Linked DNA regions of Mus musculus: all the other regions are linked to region 1. Evidence: chromatin contacts called from public Hi-C and Micro-C data. All regions are on one chromosome and are shown on one strand. Each heading gives the region's core, a stretch centred on a gene start, on an enhancer-like site or on the middle of the called end of the contact. The rest is flanking DNA. Distances are from core to core; before and after follow the strand shown.

The links. Hi-C and Micro-C count contacts between places; a contact is called where the count stands out from the background.
Region 2: a contact with region 1 is called in a Hi-C map of tail fibroblasts, with 2.5 times the contacts expected there. The contact joins two enhancer-like sites. A contact is called at or near these places in 2 of 484 Hi-C or Micro-C datasets (macrophages and tail fibroblasts) and 1 of 115 datasets of contacts at active chromatin or transcription factors (fibro-adipogenic progenitors).
Region 3: a Micro-C map of muscle stem cells shows a contact between it and region 1, with 4 times the contacts expected there. The contact joins two enhancer-like sites. A contact is called at or near these places in 1 of 15 datasets of contacts at CTCF or cohesin (the NIH/3T3 cell line), 6 of 484 Hi-C or Micro-C datasets (the 3T3-L1 cell line, macrophages, muscle stem cells and 2 more) and 1 of 115 datasets of contacts at active chromatin or transcription factors (bone marrow-derived dendritic cells).

Annotation. Positions count from the first base shown.
Region 1 is chr13:90,514,477-90,518,149 of GRCm38.p6, reverse strand. All of the region lies in intron 1 of Gm35111 (a long non-coding RNA gene), which reads left to right. Among named protein-coding and RNA genes, the nearest start is that of Gm35111, 33 kb to the left of the region's middle. Within about 2 kb of position 2,054, at least 184 of the 459 cell types and tissues checked have an H3K27ac peak or open chromatin away from gene starts, as enhancers often do. A contact at or near this core is called in tail fibroblasts, where this site is marked.
Region 2 is chr13:90,151,044-90,154,716 of GRCm38.p6, reverse strand. No RefSeq gene overlaps it. Among named protein-coding and RNA genes, the nearest start is that of Gm41013, 10 kb to the left of the region's middle. Within about 2 kb of position 1,601, at least 45 of the 459 cell types and tissues checked have an H3K27ac peak or open chromatin away from gene starts, as enhancers often do. A contact at or near this core is called in tail fibroblasts, where this site is marked.
Region 3 is chr13:90,236,985-90,240,657 of GRCm38.p6, reverse strand. No RefSeq gene overlaps it. Among named protein-coding and RNA genes, the nearest start is that of Gm41013, 76 kb to the right of the region's middle. Within about 2 kb of position 2,122, at least 7 of the 459 cell types and tissues checked have an H3K27ac peak or open chromatin away from gene starts, as enhancers often do.

The DNA.
Region 1 (3,673 bases), core at 805-3,304:
CTTAGCCAGAGCTGGGGTTCAAAGTAGACAGGCAAGAACTGGTTTTCCTACTGCCAGCTCTGACATCTACATAATTAGTATTATTTAAAAAGAGTCACATATATTGAACTGGTGACAAAACTATATTCATAGTAGAAGCTGGTAATGGGAATAAGCTTGTGAGTTCCAAGGCAAAAGCCCTTGTACTCTGTTGAGTAAAAAGGAAGAAAAGGTCCAGTCTAGACCTGGATGTCTAGAAGTGTTTTAAGTGTCCTGCATCCACAGAGACTTTAAGGACAGAGTCAGAGAAGGCAGATTTTTATGTGTTGCCTTTGTTGTCTTGAAAGAGCAGACTCTGCCAAAACGATAGCAGCCATGCAGAGCCTAGCATCTGCAATCTCTAACAGGTTTCAGATTTCTAAAAATGACTTGGAAAATCACATGTCAGCAAACTAGAGGGGCAAAAGGGAGCCACTGATAGGGAATCAGTGAATCTCACGTGTATTTGAGATGCTGTGACAAAAACATGCAATGCACCAATCACAAGGTCTGCAGTGTTTCATTTTCCTCTTCATGACAGTGATTACATTTATGATGTCTTTCAGAGACTTGAGCAAAGAACACAAGCTGAAAAATCAATACAGCAAATGGCAAACATGCCAAGGGTGTGGATTAGAATGGGAACCAGAGCCAGTGAGAACATGGTGTTTGGGTAACATTGTGCCTGCACTGGCAAACTTTAATCTGTTATATTTTGTATCTAAAATATATGGAAACACACAGATGTGGTGAGAATGGGACAGATACAATTAGAACAGGCAGTTTGGGGATGAAAATCAGATACCTCTGATTACACTTGGTCCATGCCATGCTTATCACAAATGACACAATGAAGGCTCCAGAATGGAGGACAACTGCCATACAGGTATATCTTGTCGCCTAGGAGTCTGTTGCTTTGTGTTGTCTCTCTTCAATTCCTTTCCACTCATCTGATTGTGATTCTTAAACCCTCAAGTCTTTATATTTGCTTTGGTTGTATTACTGCCAGACAAGAAGAAATGGACAACACAATTATATCCATATGCCTACTATGACAGAACTCATCTTAAGGAAATGCCGATGCCCAAGATGAATGGTGGTGCTCTCCAGAGGCTGTTATGTCACTTTAGTCCTTGCATGCAGCCTTAGTAGACTAATGATTTGAGAACAGAAAGAAGGCATATTTTGTAGAATATATATATATGCACACACATACATACATACAAAATATTTTACATCTATGGGTGGTTTTAAAGATTATTGCTCTATTTGTTATTATTGTAAAGGCTAACATCTAGACTTTCTTTAAATTATGAGTGCTTAAAAATGGAAGACTCTCACTTCTTAGACAAATGAGTCCAGAACATGTATGTTATGTATGTTATGTATGTGGGTTAGGAAGAACAGGCAGGCACTGGTTAAATTCCCATCAGCCAGGAATTCTGAGCATCCCAACTGAACATATGCACAAAATCCTGAAAAAGCGTTTGAAATTTAGCATTGCAGTAACATGTTTAAAATAACTTCAGAGTTGATCTATAACCAGGGCACTTCTAGGTTTAAGCAAATATAGCAATTAGTTTTTCATTTTTTAAAGGGAGCTCATTTTGTGTAGCTAAATATAAATCAAAAAATTTTAAACACTATCCTCCAAGGCAGTTTAATTTTGAGCAGAATTTGAACGAAGAAGTAAAACCAAATCTCAAAGATGCTTCTGGTGTGGTAACATGGATCCTGGAGTGCAGCCTCAGAGCCATTTGGCTGTAGCCTCACATTCAGAAGGGCCAGCCAAGGAGACACATAGGCAGACTGCTTCAGAGAGATCAGCCTAAACCAGTACCATTTCTGAGACCAAATTCCCCTCAGAAGCACTCTGTAAATCCCCGAGTTCCTGTAGTAAGAAGTCTGTCCCTTTATTTAGTTTCATTGTGTGTTATCATTAAATGGGAGGAAATGACAAAAGCCACAGTCAAGGATAACCATGTGACACTGGCTTAGGCAGGCATAGGGTGTGTCTAGAGTGTGTTTCTGCTCAAAACTGGGTTACAAATGTGACCTAATGCTTGAAGCCTGTAGCTCCCAAAGAGGAGGAAGTTGTGCAGTGTTCTGGTGCTGATGGCAGGTTGCCAACCCAACAGAATTGCACAATCAGCTTCTAGGACATGCTGCATTTTTTTTCTCTCCCCAGAAATCAGTAAGCCACACTAGAGGGCAGGCTAACCTAGACCTTTATTCAACCCCTGCCCCCCACCCAAGAACAAGAATTTGCTCCCTTGTGTCTGATATAAGCATTATAGAAATAGAAGCCTACAGTTGAAAAAAATTGTGGCACTCTACGGAGCAAGCAACAGAGATTGTAGTTTGTGTGATACATCTATTTTACTCTGTGCTTGGAACATGTAAGGACAGCGCCACTTTAAGTAAAGCTTAAGGAAAAGTAAACCAACAAAAGGCAATGAAAATAGTGAATAACATGTCGTTATTAACTTGAATGAATTAATTAATATGTTATCAGAAATTAATACTATCAGACTAAATTAATATTAGAAAAGGGGTATTTCTTGACCAGTAACATCTTCTGTACAGGAATAGAAAATACAGTAGACATTGTCACTGCGGTGCAAGTCAGATACATAATGCTAGTTTGCATCTGATATCCTGCTTTTATTTCATTTTCTTCAGTGTGGTCATCAAGCACTAAAGGACTTGAGAATATAAGCTGTATAAAGTGGACTGTCTTAGGAACAAGGTTAATATTCTTCCTCCTGGACTTGCCCCATACCACCTCAGACTCCTCAGCCCTCCCAAGGAGTTTAGGATGTAGTAGAAAGTCACATAAAATTTCCAATCTGAACACTGAGCATATGTATTGTTAAAACATTGGTTGATAGCCACAACTGGCTTCTTGCTATTCTTTGAAAATATCTATGTAGAAGATTATCCTATTTTCCATATGTTCTGTGCTAGTCCAGCTTCTCCACAGACATGGAGACAACAAGATATACATAGCAGTCGATTTGTCAAAGAGGCTTGTTGCGTGCAATTCTGCAGTCTGAGAGGTTTCAGATCTGTAGTTAAAGACAAATGTAATGCCACATTTCAGTAATCTGTGCATTTGGGAAGCCAAGGCAAGAGGATTACCAAAACTTTGAAAATAGCGTGGGCTTCCAAGGAAGACATTTTCTTATAAATGGACAAAAACAAAATCAAAACAAAAAACAAACAAACCTAGAGTCTGCAGACTGGAGACAGTGACGTGGTTTCACATCTGAGTGTAAAGCCCTAAAACCCATGAGAGCTCAGGATATAATATCATGTCTGAGTCAGAGTCTAAGAGACGCAACTGATGCTGCAGCTTACAGATGGAGCTCTGGAGTTCTTTTTGCTCACCTATTCATCCAGGCTTTCAGTAGGCCAGATGAATCTTCTCTGAAGACTGCTTTATTGCTTTTGGGGGTCTACAGATCCAAATGTTAATTTCATCCAGAACTGACCTCCCAGACACAACTAGAAGAATATTTTCACCAAATCTGAGCACCTCAAGGCTCAGTGTCACAAACATCCAATCATCTCAGCTACTCTTTGCTTTGTGCTTACTTTTATGCTTTAGAGAATGCAAAAATCCCTCTCTGCAAGCATCTCAACCTGAAGCATT
Region 2 (3,673 bases), core at 352-2,851, 360 kb after region 1:
TATCTTGGGTATTCTAAGTTTCTGGGCTAATATCCACTTATCAGTGAGTACATATCATGTGAGTTCTTTTGTGGGTGGGTTACCTCACTCAGGATGATATCCTCCAGGTCCATCCATTTGCCTAGGAATTTCATAAATTCATTGTTTTTATAGCTGAGTAGTACTCCATTGTGTAAATGTACCACATTTTCTGTATCCATTCCTCTGTTGAGGGACATCTGGGTTCTTTTCAGCTTCTGGCTATTATAAATAGGGCTGCTATGAACATAGTGAAGCATGTGTCCTTATTACTAGTTGGAACATCTTCTGGATATATGCCCAGGAGAGGTATCATGAGATCTTACCGTAATACTATGTCCAATTTTCTGAGGAACCACCATACTGATTTCCAGAGTGGTTGTACAAGCTTGCAATCCCACCAACAATGGAGGAGTTTTCCTCTTTCTCCACATCCTTGCCAGCGTCTGCTGTCACCTGAATTTTTGATCTTAGCCATTGTGACTGGTGTGAGGTGGAATCTCAGGGTTGTTTTGATTTGCACTTCCCTGATGATCAAGGATGTTGAACATTTTTTCAGGTGCTTCCCAGCCATTCAGTATTCCTTAGGGGAGAATTCTTTTTTTAGCTCTGAACCCCATTTTTTAATGGGGTTATTTGATTTTCTGGAGTCCACCTTCTTGAGTTCTTTATATATATTAGATATTAGTCCCCTATCAGTTTAGGATTGGTAAAGATCCTTTCCCAATCTGTTGGAGGCCTTTTTGTCTTATTGACAGTGTCTTTTGCCTTACAGAAGCTTTGCAATTTTATGAGGTCCCATTTGTTGATTCTCAATCTTACAGCCATTGCTGTTCTAGTCAGGAATTTTTCCCCTGTGCCCATATCTTCGAGGCTTTTCCCCACTTTCTCATCTATAAGTTTCAGTGTCTCTGGTTTTATGTGGAATTCCTTGATCCACTTAGACTTGACCTTAGTAGAAGGAGATAAGAATGGCAGGCTGAGAAAGAAATTAGGGAAGGAATTAAGATTTTTAAAGAGTGACTTGTCTAACTAAAAAAAAAAAAAAATCCAGCGAAATATAGGGTTAGGAATTGAGCACATATGTTGTGTGCAATAATTTAAAAACAATCTGCACTATCACCTGCTACAATTCCTTCATCTCCAATTATAGCACCACTTAGCACCACTTAGTCTGATGAACAACACACAGGGCACAACGATGTGAACTATATGTATATGTAGAAATAGTCTCTGAGAGGTTCAATACTTTTGGGCTATGATAAACAAAAAAACAACAGCAGCCACAACAATAAAAAGACCTAAAGATGTTAACAAGACCTACCTCTAGATTTTTCTGGTTGTTCATTTTTCTTGTCTCACTTGTACTATAAATTACTTACATTAAACATCTCACTTTCATGGAATGTAAAAATTATTTTTAATATACACAGTATGGCACAATTTTTGAAAATTCACTTGTGAACAGAGCTCGGATTTCATCTCTTTCTATGACTCCTTTTAACTCTCTTTTCCCAACTGACTGTGTATCAGCCACCAACTGATGCAATTCTCCAGTTGCATACGCCACTCTCCGGATCTTAGATCTCAGCTTTACTCTACGGGGCTTATTATAACTGTGCAGTACATTTCCAGAGCCCCACCCCCAGCATGTCATTCCAAGGAGAAGTGGTGGATTGCTTGCAGCTGGATGCTATTTGGAAAAAAAAAAAGCCGCATATATTTACTAGAGCTTGGGGGGACTGCAGGAGGAGAGAACAATTGTCACCCTAGTCCCTTTTCCTGGCAGCACCTCAAAGGTTGACAAGTGGGAACAGCAGCACCATGCTCTGCCCTGAAAGAGGACAGAGAGAGAGAGAGAGAGAGAGAGAGAGAGAGAGAGAGAGAGAGAGAGAGAGAGAGAGAAATGTTGAAACCCTGAATTGCTTCTCCCTCCTCATTATGTATTATTTGTCAGTCATGGATAAAAGGTGGTTTTTGCCCTCCAGCTGCTAGCCCTGGGGTGCACATAGCACCAGATCTTGCTTCTTTCTTGTGGAACACTTCAAGAAAAATCGATGACTTCACCTTTCTTTGAAAGGTGGCCTTTCTCTCCCCTCCCCGCTTTTTTTCCTTTTTTAAAATTTCATTTTCATCTTTAACCAAATGGTTTAAACAAAGCAAACCATTTGGGAAAGAGATCTAAAATTTTGTTCTCTAATTTTCTGAGACTCACATCTTAGATTTTGAAAATATATATGGAATATTTTTCTCTTTCCTTATGGAGATAAAATGTCTTCAGTTTCTACAATTAGCATAGCTTGGTGCAGGGGGTGGAGTGGAGTTATTGTATTCCTTTGTACTGGGCTGTGAAAATGAGTAAGAAAGCGGATGCAGGCATTCAGTATGAAATTCAGACTTTTAACAGTAAATTCATTTGGTTGCTCAATTTTCAAATTTATTTTATAACAAACAACATTCCTCTCATTTGTACATTTTGCTTTCCTGTTAAAGGGGGTGCTTTAAAAAATCACCACCATTTTCAGTCTTAAGAAAGTTTTTGTAGAACTATAAAAGACATGGAATTCAGACATGTTTTAAGTTCATGTGATGAATACACACTGAATCATGTTGCAGATGACATTCCAGCTGATGCTGCTAAACCATGAATCACAACATTGCACTAATTCTCCACCTCAGAGGGAACCTGTTAGTATTGCCCTTTTCCACATAGTTTGTATCTTTTCTTGTGAAAAAAAGAGAAAAATCTCAGTGGAAGACATGTTAGTTTTTTAAGGTATTTAATCAGTATAGTAGAAGTACACACATAGTCACTTTTTTTTTTAAACTAGCTAAAAAACACTCAGAATAATAGACTGTAGTAAAAGCTTTACCAGGTAGCAGACATGATAATCTGCAAAAAACAGAAATTGTTTTCATAATACATTTTATTCTTTTGGCTTATTTGTTTTATTATTTTATGGCCAGAATTTGATGCTACCTGGAAAAATTCAATATTGTAAGGCCTAGAAACTCAAGTTCTCCTTTTCCTTACATACATAGAAATGTAAGGGATTGCATCTGCTGTAAATTTTGGGGGAAGCAAGGATTGGTCAACAGCTTTGGCCCACCTATTTCTTCAAGCTCCTTATTTGTGTATAGGCAGGTGGGACACCCTACAATAAACTCAGTATCAAGGATAACAAACCTTCTGAGGGAGGAGAGCTGGAAGGCAGTGAGGGCCAAGCTCCCAGGTGAGGCTGTCCCAGTCTTCATATGCTTTCCATCCTAAGCTATGAAGGGCTGGGACATGCTTCTCTGTCCCAGAGAATTCATGTTTTCTCATTTTACTTAAACTGTTTCTGGATGGTGCCTATCTCCTCTATAGGATCCTTGGAAATGAACTGTGCAAAACTTGGTAAAAAGCTCAAACATTCATAATCAGACATGAAATTCTAGAAGTGTATTCAGTGATTCCATTTCTAACTAAGGACAAGTCTTATTAAAACACAAGCTTTTAACTATGGTTGAGCCCTAACATCTATTAAGTGTACATTACATTTTTGAATAGTTGGAATTCATATGAGAACTTGAGCTTGAACTTATAGGATCAGCAGTGTGAGATGGGTCAGTTATAAAATTCTCTAGATTTCAAAAGGAAATTCATTCCTGACCA
Region 3 (3,673 bases), core at 873-3,372, 280 kb after region 1:
ATCAATTTGATCTCTCTACTATTCAAATAAATGCCTTTACAAACTATGTATTCTACCTCAGAAACCACACTAATTTCTGTATATATACTATTTTATTTAATTCTCATTGTTCTAAAGAGTATTACAACTCATACTTTATAGAGGGGAAAACCTGAAATTCAAGCTCATAAAGTGGTAGAGAGGATGCAGATGGAGCAAGCAAGTGATGAGGTTTAGGGGATGGGTCCATGTAGGACAAGAACAGCATTGCTTAAATAGCAGCAGAATTCCTTTGCATTATTAGGCCTGAGTTCTACTCAAACTGTGGCTATAAAAGCTCTACAGCAGCTGTTCACACAAGCTCACCTCTTGGTTAAATCATCAAACCACAGTGAGCATCTATGGATCATGAACCATGTATCTAAAATATGAAGTTCAAACTCACCATCCTATCTGTAATTCTATACAGTCCATCTATTCACTGACTTCATCTGTGATCATTGTGCTAATCTGTCACCAACATGATCTGTCTCAAATGGTTCCATGTTCTGAGCATGGTTTCTTCCTCCATTCCACTTTTCCTAAATATAGTCATTATTCAGTATCCAAGCTAGGATGTTGGTTCAGGAAGGACCACTTATAGATTCCCAAGCCTGAAGATGCTCAAGTCCCTCATTTCCATTAGCACAGTATTTGTATGTAGCCTGTGCATGTCTCATATGCATTAAATTAGTTATAAATTACATATGGCAGATAATTATCATAGTTAATCTTGATATCTATGCAGAATAAAGTGTTCTTCCAATTATATCTGTGAGGCAGTTCTAAACACATTTAAGATGCAATCAAAAATGTGTCTTGGATATGGCTGGCCCCATCTAATAGGCTAGCAGCCTACAACGAATGAAAATGGAAGGGGAAGCTTAGCAGTATGTGCACACTCCTTTCCTTCTAACCGAGGGTACCTACTACTTCTGCCATCACATGTGTACATCAGACCCCTGCTCTTCAACCTATCAACAAGGACCCCCTCTAGTGTCTGCCCAGGTGTCGTCAACGCCTCCAACCTCAGATTTGGGCTACATTGTTTATCCCTCTTGTTCTGAAGCTCCATGCTTCTTGGGATTAACAGGTAGTGGATTCTCTGGTCCTCTCTCCATCATGCACAATACCTTTCATTCAATAAACTCCATCACTGTATGCTAATCTAATACCTTCCCTAATATCCTATTAATTCTATACCTCTAGAGAGCCTTCTTTGATTCACTAAAAAAACATAGTCATCACAACATACAGTTGAGGAAGTAATGGGGAAACACCTGTATGTACTAAGTACAACTTCTTTCTTTTTAATGTATTTTCAAACCACTGCTTGAATCCAAGTGTACAGACCAAGAGAGGCACCTATATTCTGTTTCCTGTTGCCATTCTTATCTCTCTGAAAACTCTGTCTTTGGATTTGGAAAATCTGCCTCTAACCTTTACACTGAGTAGAAGAGCTGTTATTATCTGCTATATTTACTCACATATTTGTTTAAAGCACATCATCATATGGAATACATAAGGTAAGTAGTTCATTTCTTCTAACTAATCACTGGACTGAGCTCTTCACAGTAGGGTACTCACCAATTCTGGACACACTGCAGAACACTCCAGAGATCCTCTATAAACGCTAACGTAATAGAAGAAAGGGTCCCTAAACTATCCAGGTCATCGGGTCACAAACACCATTTGTTTTTGCTGAATGACATAGGTAATATGCTTACTTTCATTCTATCATTTTATGTATGAAGGACAAAGTAGTAGGAAACCATTTCAGCCAGTGGTTCTATTTTCTTCAACCAACACAGAAAAACTTGTTACAAAAACCCTTCAGTAAAGAGTCAACAACCTTTTGTGAGATGCTTTAATAGAATCACAGGGTGAGGAAAAGCATTTCTCTGTGCCAGCAACTTAATATCTTCCTGTTCCTGCCAGGGATTGTAATTCAGGAACCAATCTCAAACTGAGGAGAAGAAAACCTGAGATGTTTCATGAAAATGGCTGAATGTCATCAGCAGCTATTTAGTGAGGGATGATATGTCAGGAGCAATCTACACATAAAATGCACTCTCACAGAATCCTGGCCATCTGCAGGGTCAGGAAGACTCACAACACTGACATCTCCCGCGGGAGTCTTTTCAGCTTTGTGCTTTTTCTGGCGAGAAGAAATACAGACATTTGTGATTTACTACTGTGTACTTACAGGGATAGAGTGAATTGTTTCTTAGGAAATTCCGGCTGAGATGAGAAACTTAGAAAATAAAAAGCATATATATATATATATATATATATACATATATATATATATATATATCAGAAAGATTGGAAACTGATAAAATATTTTATATTCATAAGAAGGAAAAAAATCTTGTTTCCATTATAGCTTTTGGGATTTCTGAGCCACCTTGGTTCCCTTTCTTGCCTTAGGGATTTCAGTGTTGTGACTGTCTGAGAGAAGCTATTCTCTTTGTTTCTTGCTTCTACTTCCCCCAGGAGGAAGGAGTGACTTAATTAATTGCAGCAATTAGATATAGTGGGACTTCTTAGTTCTTTTTCTTTCTTTCTTTAACTCCTCAGGAATGTGATCAGTCACCACTGTTTTTATGCGATAACATTTTTTTGGATCTGGTAGTCTGTTATCTTTGCTGTTAATTGTTCTAGAATCAAAACAGGATGGATTATTAATTGATACTTTCCAGTAATCCCCACAATGTTGTTTGTGGTGGTACTTCTGCACTATCAAGGCAGAATGAACAGTAAACTCACTTTGATCTCTGGATAGGCCATGGAAGATTCAGTGATTTTTACCAAAGGCAACTATTAACAGCATTAACAAAGAAGGTAATGAGAGACAGGAGTATGGCCTGATGTCTGGGGTTGGGGATGGCTTACTATCAGGACAGATATTAAAACAAAATTTTGAGAGACAGAAATTGAAAGTTTTGAGACTATGGATGGCATTATGAAATCGAGCTTAACAAAATGAAGATCATATTCTACAACGGGCAGTGGAATTGAAGGCCTTCCCACCGCAGACATAAAAGTGAAACTGGCAAGCAAGGTGCTGGGTGGAAGTGAAAAGTGGAGCAAACAAGAGGGATTTCAAGCAAATAGCTAACCAATTGCCTTTGTCTCTACACCAGCTAGAAACAAAACAACCTCTGAGAATAAGTGAATGAACCACAGTGGGATTCTATTGGAATACAGAAGTTTCAAGCTTCTTTGTTCTCCTATTTAGGGAAAGTACTGCCTGTCTTCTGCTGTCTGTTTGATTCACCCTAAGGTGAAGCAAGTTACAGAATACCTTTGTCTGAAACCAAATTGCTGCTGGGGAAATTCCAAAGCCATGATAAGACTTTTGGAGAAATGATCTATTCACAAAATAACAACAACAAAGGAGATGTTCAAAATCATCAGGAAAAAGGAGCCTTATTTATAATTCTAAAGGATGATTGGATCTGAACCACAACAACAAAAATCTATATTGGGAAGGCAGAAGCACAAAAGCAAGAGACCAAAATAATAAGACAGAAAAACCCAGTTGCAGAAAACAGAATAAAAGTTAATAATAAGAAATTGCCTTGATGGCATATATTGGGTATCAGGTCTTGTTCCAAGGACAGTGTGTGTGTGTGTGTTTCATACAAATCTT